Linked DNA regions of Zea mays: region 1 is linked to region 2. A link is a contact called in public ChIA-PET data. All regions are on one chromosome and are shown on one strand. The core of a region is the stretch at or near the end of the contact, and the rest is flanking DNA. Distances in the headings are between cores, read along the strand shown. Region 1 holds the start of LOC103628968 (pentatricopeptide repeat-containing protein At1g19720). Region 2 holds the start of LOC100273449.

Evidence for each region. ChIA-PET counts read pairs in DNA pulled down with a chosen protein or histone mark.
Region 1: a contact with region 2 is called in an RNA polymerase II ChIA-PET map of seedling, with 5 times the contacts expected there. The contact joins the promoter of LOC103628968 here to the promoter of LOC100273449 in region 2. A contact is called at or near these places in 1 of 25 Hi-C or Micro-C datasets (leaf) and 1 of 3 datasets of contacts at active chromatin or transcription factors (seedling).

The regions. Positions count from the first base shown.
Region 1 is chr6:9,066,718-9,071,994 of Zm-B73-REFERENCE-NAM-5.0, reverse strand. It overlaps LOC103628968 (pentatricopeptide repeat-containing protein At1g19720), which reads right to left and starts at 2,532. Exons shown (of 4, transcript XM_008650164.4): 1 at 1-2,532. The coding sequence starts at 2,242.
Region 2 is chr6:8,936,795-8,941,779 of Zm-B73-REFERENCE-NAM-5.0, reverse strand. It overlaps LOC100273449, which reads right to left and starts at 2,520. Exons shown (of 8, transcript NM_001147886.1): 1 at 2,284-2,520; 2 at 1,224-1,291; 3 at 1,058-1,121; 4 at 235-306. The coding sequence starts at 2,406.

The DNA of each region.
Region 1 (5,277 bases), core at 1,283-3,782, 130 kb before region 2:
CATCTTCCAACTCTCTTCCTCCGTTGTATACCGTCATGAGTGGCACATCAACAGACTTTCCAGTTAGACCCCAGTAATTAAAAACCAGTCTTTGGATTCTAGGGTCACTCGGATCAAGCGATGACAACTCTCTTGCTGTCAGGTTTGCGAGCCTTGCATTTCCATGAATAGTTGCAGCAGTAAGCAATGCCTCCCAGACTGCTAAATTGGGTATGAGTGGCATATTACCAATAAACTCGTACGCTTCTTGTAGACTCCCTGAGCGGCCAAGGAGATCAACTATAGCTGTGTAATGATCTAAATCTGGAATAATGTTGTAATCGTGGGTCATATTGTGAAATATTCGTTTCGCCTCAGATACCTTTCCCTGGAGGCCATAGGCCTTGATTACGGCAGTCAAAGTTGTATGATCTGGCCGCACGCCTTCTTGTTTCATCTCACAAAAGCGATCCAGTGCTTCACTTGGAGAACCATGCAGCAAGTGTGCAAGAATTATACAATTCCAAGAAATAATGTTCCTTGATGAGTGCCTATCAAAAACAGCACAAGCACCAGCAAGGTCACCAGATTTTGAATAGGCATTGATGAGTGCATTTGCTATTTTGCCATCCATTTCTAAATTGTTGTGATAAATGCAGGCGTGGATCTCCCGTACTTTCCAAAATCCAGCTAGGTTCGCAAAAGCTGGAATGATACTTAATATTGTAATGAAGTCTGGTCTCACCAAGAGTGATTGCATCTGCCAGAATATTCTCAGGGCTCTATCAGAATGACCATTATGCACCGAACCAGCAATGAGTGCATTCCATGAAGCTGTGTCCCTTTTTACTCCACAGCTTTCCATCATCTGAAATAGTTCAAAAGCTCTCTCATCATCCCCATTTCTTATGTATCCCGAGATCATTATATTCCACGTGATCACATTGCGCCGAACACCAAGGCTCTCCATCTCACAGAAAAGCTCATATGCTTTGCCGCAATAGCCCGCCTGTGCATACCCTGCAACCATCGAGTTCCAGGAGAAGATATCCTTCTCGGGTATTTCATCAAATACTCTCTTAGCTGCAATGATTTCTCCACATTTTGCATACATGTCAACCAAGGAGTTCCCCGAGAGCACATTGTTCACACTCCCAACCTTAATTGCGTGGCAATGGAGCTCCATGCCCTGACTCAGCAACCGCAAACTAGCACAAGCTGAGATGGCACTCGCAATTGTCATGCCGTTTGGTTCGACTCCAGCAAGGCGCATGCGCGCGAAACACCAAAGTGCTTCGCCACCCCTATCACCGTGGACAAAACCAGACACAAGGCTAGTCCAGGTGACGACGTCCGGAGCAACACCGGACTCCTCCATCTGCTCCAGCATCTCCATGGCCACATCAAGTTCCCCAGACCTCGCGTAGCTCGAAACCAGCGTGTTCCATGTGACAAGCCCAGGCTCTGTACCTTGGCGCCTCATATCGTCGAGCAGCCTCCGTGCCTCTTCCCATTCGTTGGAGCGGCAGCACCCGAAGATCATCGAGTTCCACGTGCACAGGTCCCGCTGCCCCATCATGTCGAACGCGGCGCGCGCACGGCCCAACTCTCCGCACTTGACGTACATGGCCAGCACCGAGTTCCCCACGGGCACGTCCCTCGCTCCCTCCGCCATGAAACCTCTCCGGATCGCCAGGGAATGCATCGCCGTCCCGAGCTCCAGGTCCTCTGTGTACGCACAGGCCTGTAGAATCCGGGTGATCAGGAACCTGTCCGGGATGACCCCTTCCCTGACCATGGCCACCGCGAGCGCGACGACCTCCTCGTACAGGCCCCTGATGGCGTAGGCACCGATCATGGCCGACCAGGCGAGCAGGTCCCTGCACGCCATTCCTTCGAACACCTTGCGAGCGTCCCCTAGGCGCCCAGCGCAGGAGTGCACCGTGATGAGCTTCGTCTCGGAAACAATCAGGCGCTCACTGCCAGTGCTGCCGGAGGAAGGGGAAGGGCCAGGCGGCAGCGGCGGCGGCAGCGGGTGAGTTGTTGTTGGTCTCTGGGCGGGGGGGCACGGACGGGTACTTGGGCGTGGGGTATGGGAGCTGCTGCTTCTTCTAGTTGCTTCTTGGAAGGGGAGCGCGAGGGGAGGAGCCTGCGCGAAAGCAGCCGTGATGGGCTCTTGGAGGCGGCCATGGCAGGGTCTGGAAAGAGGCAGTTGGTGGGGTCTAGGGAGGAAAGAGGGAAAGGGAGCCGGGAGGAGCTCCATGGGAATGGGAGGGAAGAAGATGTTGGGATAGGGGTATCAGCCAACCCGACGAGAGGCACAGACATGGGGCGAGGCGGGGGCCGCCGCCGGAGCTCTCGTTCCCCTCCCTTCGCACGGGCGGAACACGGAGGCGCTGCTTGCCCTCGCGCCGTCCGTCGCGCGCGCAGAAGACACGCTTGCCTCGCAAACAGCTGCAGGCCGGTAGGAGTGGGGAGATAGAGTTGGGCTTCGTTCCGACGAACAAGTGTGGCTAAAGTGAGATAGAGGCGACCGGATAAGAAGTCAACAACGATGCAATGCGCCGCAGGGGTAGGGATGGCAATTTTACTCACCGGTTCGGGTATCCACGGATATCCGACCCGCCGATTTCAGATTCGGATACAAAATTTAACTCGCGGGTCTTACCCATACCCAACCCGTGATAAAATCGGGTCGGGTACGGGTTTAATATTTTACCCGCAGGTACCGGCGGATATCTGAAATTTTCAGTTTCCATTTTTTCAGCCCACCTGAAATCGGCCGGCCCAGCCCAATATCCTTTATTCAATCACCCAGGAACCCTAGTTTCTCTCTCACGGTCTCACCTCAGGCAGTCACGCATAGCCGCCAGAAAGCAGAAACTGCTCCAGCGCTCCTGCTCCTCGCCGGCGTCGACCCTGCCGCGGTGCCGCACTGTCGCCTGCGTGGTTGGCTGGCTGCGTCCCTGCTCGGCTGCCCAGCTACCTGGCCGCCACCCGCCATCGCCACTCCGCCAGCGAGGAGCGAGATCCAGGCGAGGTGACCAGGCGAGGCGAGGTGACCAGGCGAGTGCGGGCGTCCCTGCTGCCCATGCTGGCGTCCCTGCGTCCAGGCGAAGCGACCAGGCGAGTGCGGGCGTCCTTGCGTCCGGCGTCCCTGCTGTCCGTGCGTGCCGTTTGCTGTCTGCGCACTGGGAGCCGCTACCAATTGTTGCAGAGGCTTCACGGCGGACTGACTCCAATTGTTGCAGAGGCTTCACGGCGGACTGACTCAAATCATGTGTTGTTGTCCAAGTTGTTGTCCAAACTCCAAAGAAACTCCAAAGAAAATCATGTGTTGCTGTCCAGGCTTGCTTCTGTAACAATAATCAGATTTATTATGTCTTGTTTTTTTCTACCTTGTATATTGTCAACCATGTGTTTAATTTATGTGGAGTGTAATTATACCCGCGGGTATCCGATACCCGCCTGATACCCGATGGGTACGGGCACGGGTACAAAATCCTATCCGCGGGTATAGTCGCGGGCGGGTATGAGTAATACCCGCGGGTATTGTCACGAGCGGATATTTACCATACCCGATCCGAACCCGACCCATTGCCATCCCTACGCACGGGGATAAAAACAGGCAGAAAAAATCGCCAAGAAAAATATTCTCTGCCTCCAAATTATCCTAATTTTCTTTAAAAATCAATAATTTTTTTTCTTAGGATGTACCAGTATGCGGAGTGTCGAACTGTCGATGGGTCGGCTGAGCAGGGCTTTTTTATCGTGAAGTCTTACTAGACGATTATTAAAAAATGGCAGTGTTTTGCAGAGCTCCCACAATTTTGCACCTAGCAAGAATAATTTCTACTGAGTCAAACGATAAAAATTTGAACTGCTTACCGTAGCGGAATGAATCTAGTCTCTGCTTTGTACTAGAAAGTAGGAGCAAAAAACATGTTTCTCACCATTCCCAACCTACTCCTCACTCTTTAACCTCTCGAGAATCACTTCACAGTCTTTAACCTCTTTGGCTTTAATGGCCTCGTTGTCGTCCCCCGTAAGAGGACGAGGGCGAGGACCTCTTCGGAATGGCGCATGCATTGAGGTGGCCATCACCGCTGATACGCCGTCCTGGAGGATTCCGCAAGGACAGTGGCCGCGAGCTTCCAGCGCAACTCCGCTGGCGTCTGATAGTTTATACCTGCAGAGTAGAGATGGAACTAGAATTCCGCTTGAAAGCGGATGTAATACTTTTGCTTTTTGTAAGGTACTTTTGAGTACTATTTATCAAGCAGTGTTAGCACTTATCAGTGTACCGCATGTTCCTGTTGTGTGTGATGTTGTTGGCTCCTCCCTGGTACCTGGCCCCCCGTTTGGGATGCAGGCTTGATGTGTCGAGGTTGGATACCAGCGTATCTGAAAGGGTTGTCAACAACTCCCGGGCGGCAGCCACGGCCGGGATCTAGATCTGTACACAACTTCAGCTAGGGAGCGTTAGTAGTACACCCATAGGGTCCCCTGTCTGATATTAGCTATCCTTTGATACATGCTCGGGACTCGCAGGGTTTAGTCCGGATGGCCAAGTTGCGTGTCCGAACCCCCTTGGGTCGCGGCTCTAGATACTAGGACTCCCATCGCAGGGTGGTGGAGTGTGTAGGCTTACGGTACGGGACCAGGCTAAGCGGCTACACGGCTCCGGACCACCCTAGGAGACAAGTGCCCATTTTCCTGAGCCGGACCCCAGGTTGTCGGACCCACAGAACTATAGCTCCAAATACTAAGCCACCCGTCACAGAATGGTGGGCTATGCAGGCTTACGGTACGGGACCAGGCTAAGCGGCTACACTGCTCCGGACCACTCCATTGAACGGGTTCCCATTCTTTGGAACCGGCCCCCAGGCTGTCGGACCTCCCAGCTTTCGTAAAGGAGGTCCTAAACTGCAAGTCTGGCTGCTCAATTCGGATGTCGTCATGTCACGACAGATGGGAACCGTGCGGGTGGGTTAGATAAAAGATATTATCTGAAAATTGTAGGCCAAATCCATGGAGTATGAACATAAAGTTGTCATAGAAACGTGTCCGAGGGGGTGAATTTCCTCTTTATAACTTGATATGCATGGGTGTAAACCAACAGGCCGGGTTTATGTGGGCGGACCTCACCGGGCTGGTGTACACATATGCGAAATTTAATTATGAAAGGAGAAAATTTTAACCCCTCAGAGTTGCTTCTATGGACTGAACTTACTAAGATAGGAAGGGGTACTTCTTCAGCTATAGCAAAGTTGGCATCCCTCGGGTTGGCATATTTCC
Region 2 (4,985 bases), core at 1,271-3,770:
TGATGCTAGGACCAAAGAAATAAGTTGGATCGTCAGCCCACCATGAGAACACTATTTTATTTATACACAGGCGAGCGCAGCTGAAGCAAATAACTGTGGGAGCTCAGCTTGATAAAAATTTGGAGGGTAACTGTTGATAGTTGGTAAAAGTGTTCAAAACTGATTGTAAGTGAAAACAGCAAACTAGAAAAGTAATACAAGCACACAGACACATGCTTGGGAAGGAGGGGATACCTTCTCCAGTGATTTTATTCCTTCTGATAATCTTTGGCTGTTGACAAGAGATAACCCGAGCATGTAATGTGCCTGCCAACAAAATAAGCAAGTTATCATCTTAAGACCAGATTAGGAGTAAATGTGATGTTTTCCTCACCCAGGAAAGAAAAAAAAACTATGCTGAAATGCAGTGCCACCTCAATTTCAACAGTCAATCAAGTACAATTCAAAATGATTAGAGCCAGAGAGTTCAGATGGTTTGAAGTTTGCAAACAAGTAACAAACAGATTCTATGGTGTTTGATTTTATTTGGGCTATATGTTCCTTCCCTTGACTCCATAATATCACATCCCAAGATGTAGCTATAAACATATATTACATGCTCCCTTGAAGAAATCAAAGAATCTTGGAATAAACCCTGTACATGTATGAAGCATATATCTTACTGCATACGTCACCAGGCCATCACTAGATGTTGTGAAATTAACGTCAGTTTCATATTGTGCTAAATCGTACAGTCAAGTTAGCATACAGAATCATAACAGTTTCATTTTGGCGCTAATTCTTAGTTGTCACTTGCATTGTAGTGTGCCGACGAGTGAATGTGAATAGATAATAAAAAATGTGATAACGATGGAAAATTCATGGATCAAATGTCTACCAAGTTTTTACTTCACCTACTTCTTGAAAAGAAGCTGGTTCCCGCAATACCGAATGAAGCATAATTCAGCTAGCATGTGAATATGTGCACAGAGTGCTTTCTCGATAGTTTGGTATATGACCATAGTCAGATGGAAACAAAAATGAGGATAATTAAAGACAAGTCCAGGCACCCACTCACCTTAACAGACTGGCTGTCAAGCTGGATAGCTGTTCTGCAATCTTCCTCAACTCTAGTCCACTCACTGCCATTTAGATAGGAACATAATATGATGCAAACACTAAGATTGTGCACCAAATTGATCAATAATATGAAGCAATATAAAGGGACTAGCAATTTTACACACTTCCGCTTCCTATAGCAAAGTGCTCGGTTGGTCCAATATACTGCAACATTTGGGCAAAGAGTTATGGCCTGTCAACCAAAATAGGCACTGAAGTTAGCAAAGGAGGTTCAAGATATACAGGATCTGAAATGCAGGTGACAAGAGTTTTACTAGCATCTAGTGTTCATTGATTCAGCTATGTTTGTGCATTTACTATAGCTGCCAACATTTTCTTAGAAATGCCAGACAAAAGCAACTACCCAGGTAACTAGAGGTAGTAAGCTATAATCTTAGCTGAGTGGCTAAAACCAATTTGTCCAATGTCATGTTCCTTAACCCAGAATCAATTTTGAATAATTCAGTGGTTTGCAAGAATATGAATGTTAGAAGCCTATGATGTTTGTACACCCTAGCAAAAGATTGGAAAAAATCTCTATCAACTCTCCACTCAATTTTGCACCTTTCCCAGTAAACCCTCTTCACCCCCTTTCCCTGCCTAGCATTAACTGCCTAGAGAACTACAAACACCAGCATGTTAGCATCGCCTAGCCCCCACAATATCTTAAAAGGTAGAAATGCTCTGCGACTTGCACTGTTGCACAGCAACTTTCAACTACATATCAAACATCACTGTTTTACGTTTTAACCTTTAACCAAACAAACCACTCCATATGGCAGTAAGCAATATGTAAAATCAGTAACCAGGCCACCAAACCAGTGCACACAAATAAGGCTACATCAAGAGGTAACCATCTTCAATACAGTATTTCCTTCGACACAGAAGCCAAAAACACGTCACGTCAGACATTCAGAACAGCAGTGCCAAACTGCCAATACCACAGACCACTTCGATCTCGGATAATTCAGCATAGATTCAGAGAAATTGTCAGAGGGACGCACCAAACGCGCTGCCGCGCTGAACAGAACTCTGCACGCCGCAGTCGTAGCTCACTCCACAGCGCATCGATCGAACAGGGTAACGGAAATGACGCGCACGTAACTACTTGGGACAGCAAGCGCGCAACACGCGAAGCAGGCCGATGATCCTGGCCGCCGGGAGCGGGGAGTCAGTCAGGCTTACCCCGGTGTAGGCGTCGATGGCGGCGCTGAGGCGTTCCTTCCTGAAAAAGGCGTTGCCCTCCTGCTTGAGTAGGTCCGCCTGCCGCTGCGACTCGGCCCCGCCGTACGGCGCCGCCGGCGCCATATCCGGCGGCCCGGCTCGCCTCGTGCTTCGGGAAGGATGGGAAGGGGTGCGTGGGGAGGAAGCGGCGGGATTTGCTCGTGTGGAACCGCGGCGTGAGCCTGAGGTGGCTTCTTGTGGTGAGCGGTGGAATAGAATGCAAGCGAAGTCAAGAACAATTGGGGCTACTTTGGGGATTTTACGCTGACGCCCATAGATTTGAGCATGCAGGGGCTTCGCTGCAAATGCTGCAAATACGGGTACTTGCTTAGATATGAGTAATGACAAAAGCAACTCCAGTAGTTCAGGTAGTCAACATAAAAATTCAACAGTTCTTTAAATTAACTTTCTAAATTTATCAACTTTTTATCTAACTCCATTTCCTCTCTATATTTGATAACCATTTAGTAACTCCTTAAATAAAAAATTTTGACTGCATTATGTAGATAATGAAGTTAATTGTTAACATTTGTGACCTATTTTTTTTATAGATACAAAACTGCAATCTATATCTAGAGAACTATTGGATAAGTCACATTTTTACTCCTAAAGTTATTTAGCAACATCTTAATCCTAAAGTTATTTAGAACCATCTTAAATTTGTGATTTAGAGAACTAAAATCTACATAACTATTGAAGTTGTTGGCCAGCCGTAATACTATAATAGTGTACAGTCAACTCTCTACAAGGAATCTATATCAGTATCTATCTTATGTGGGAATAAATTAAATAAAGAAAGAAAGTGTTGCTATCTTTGAATTTGGAGTGGGACTATACGTTGAAACTTAGGTGGTATATAGGGTGTATTAAGCACTCAAAATAGCTATAGATATATAATGTACACCATTGCAAATATTTACTATGATCTAGTATATATATGACATGAATGTTGCCGATGGTGTGTTGTCTATATTATTGTGGCTGCCCTAATAGATATGAGTATAAAGTAACGGTTGAAGGTCTCTTCGTCTCTTAGTCATTATTGCATTAGATTTTTATGTTTATTTTACTTGTAACGTTTGTAAACAACTATCGACTTGTAACTCAACATTTAAACAAAAATCAATAATAGTAACAACTCAAAGAATGAAGTCCAAGACTCCATTTGACCTCTGAATAGCAACATGTCATTTGGACTGCTTTGTCGCTATGCCATCATTTATTGAATAATTAAGCTATTAAATAATCTGAAATAAAAATAATAAGAAAGCATGAGTACTTTATGTATATCACTAGGTGAGTATCCGTGCGTTGTAACGGGAGCATATAATATCATGATAACTTATATACAAAATGTGTCTTATATTGTTATAAGAAAAATGTTTCATAATCTATTTGTGATCCTAGCCATACATAAATTTTGTTATTTTAATTTAGTTGTTTCACTACTACATTGCAACCATCAGTGTCATGCAGACTTCGATATATGTCACGATTTGCATAGTCTCATCATTGGAGAGCACGTGTCACACTTGCCGGTAGAAGTTCCACCGTACATCGTTAGTCATCAGGCACGCACCACCATACACGCTTGTTTAAACAAAAAAGGCAAGTGTGTGTTTACGAAGAGAATTAAAGGCAAGTCGGCACAAAAGCTACCCTGATGATGACGAGTGGTCATTGTTGTCGGTCATCCTCTGCGTCACCTCCGACGCCGAGATGACGCCATAATCCTTGATATAAAAGTCGTCGAACGCGCGCGACATTGTGGGTACCGATGACTCTTGGTTGGGCTGCCAAATGAAGTGCACCCCGGGCTCATCAGCGAGGTAGTACACCTGGTCGTTGCACCACCGGATGTGTTACTCTTGTACATACATCTTGTTCGAGGGCACTCACACAACAGCAGCAATGACCGTCATCCCAGCGCACAAGAATTCATGGTCGGTCAGTAGCGACTTACGTGGCAGGTTGGGCTTCAGGTGGATGATGAGCTGGACGGCGTGATGGCGTCGTCGTCGGTTGTGGTGCCCAGAATAACCCGAGAGTCGTCGGCATTGCCAATGACATGAGGTCCCCCTGTTTGACGATGGACAGCGCGGTGCAGCCGCTCTAGACCGTGTCCAAGCGGTGGCTGCACCGGAGCTTGCCGTACACAGCGGCGCATGCGACCACGTAGGACTGCTTCCAGAGGTCGAACTAACAGTCGCCAAGCTTCTTCTCATCGTCGATGAGCGACGCCAACGCGAGCGCCTCGTGCTAGTGGTGTTTGTTCGGGTTTTCCAAGTAAGAAACATGGATTCATCTTTGACATTGGTTTATAAAAATGACTCATAAGTCAGATCCATGGAAAAATATTATGGAGAATTGTCGGCGTTTCGAGACCGGGGGGTCCCTAAGCCGACGAGTGAATGTCGCCGCGTGCCCCAGCCCAGATGGGTCGACGCGAGGCCGAGCGCGAAGGGGGGAAGTGAGGTGGCCGGAGATGGGCGTGAGAGAGGTGGAAATCCCGCGGCCTTCGTGTTCGTCCCACGCCCAGGTCGGGTGCGCTTGCAGTAGGGGGTTACAAGCGTCCACGCGGGAGAGGGAGCGAGCGGCCTCACGCGAGCGCCTGTCTCATCCTCGTACCCGCACGGCCAACCCCCTCTAAGAGGGCCCTGGTC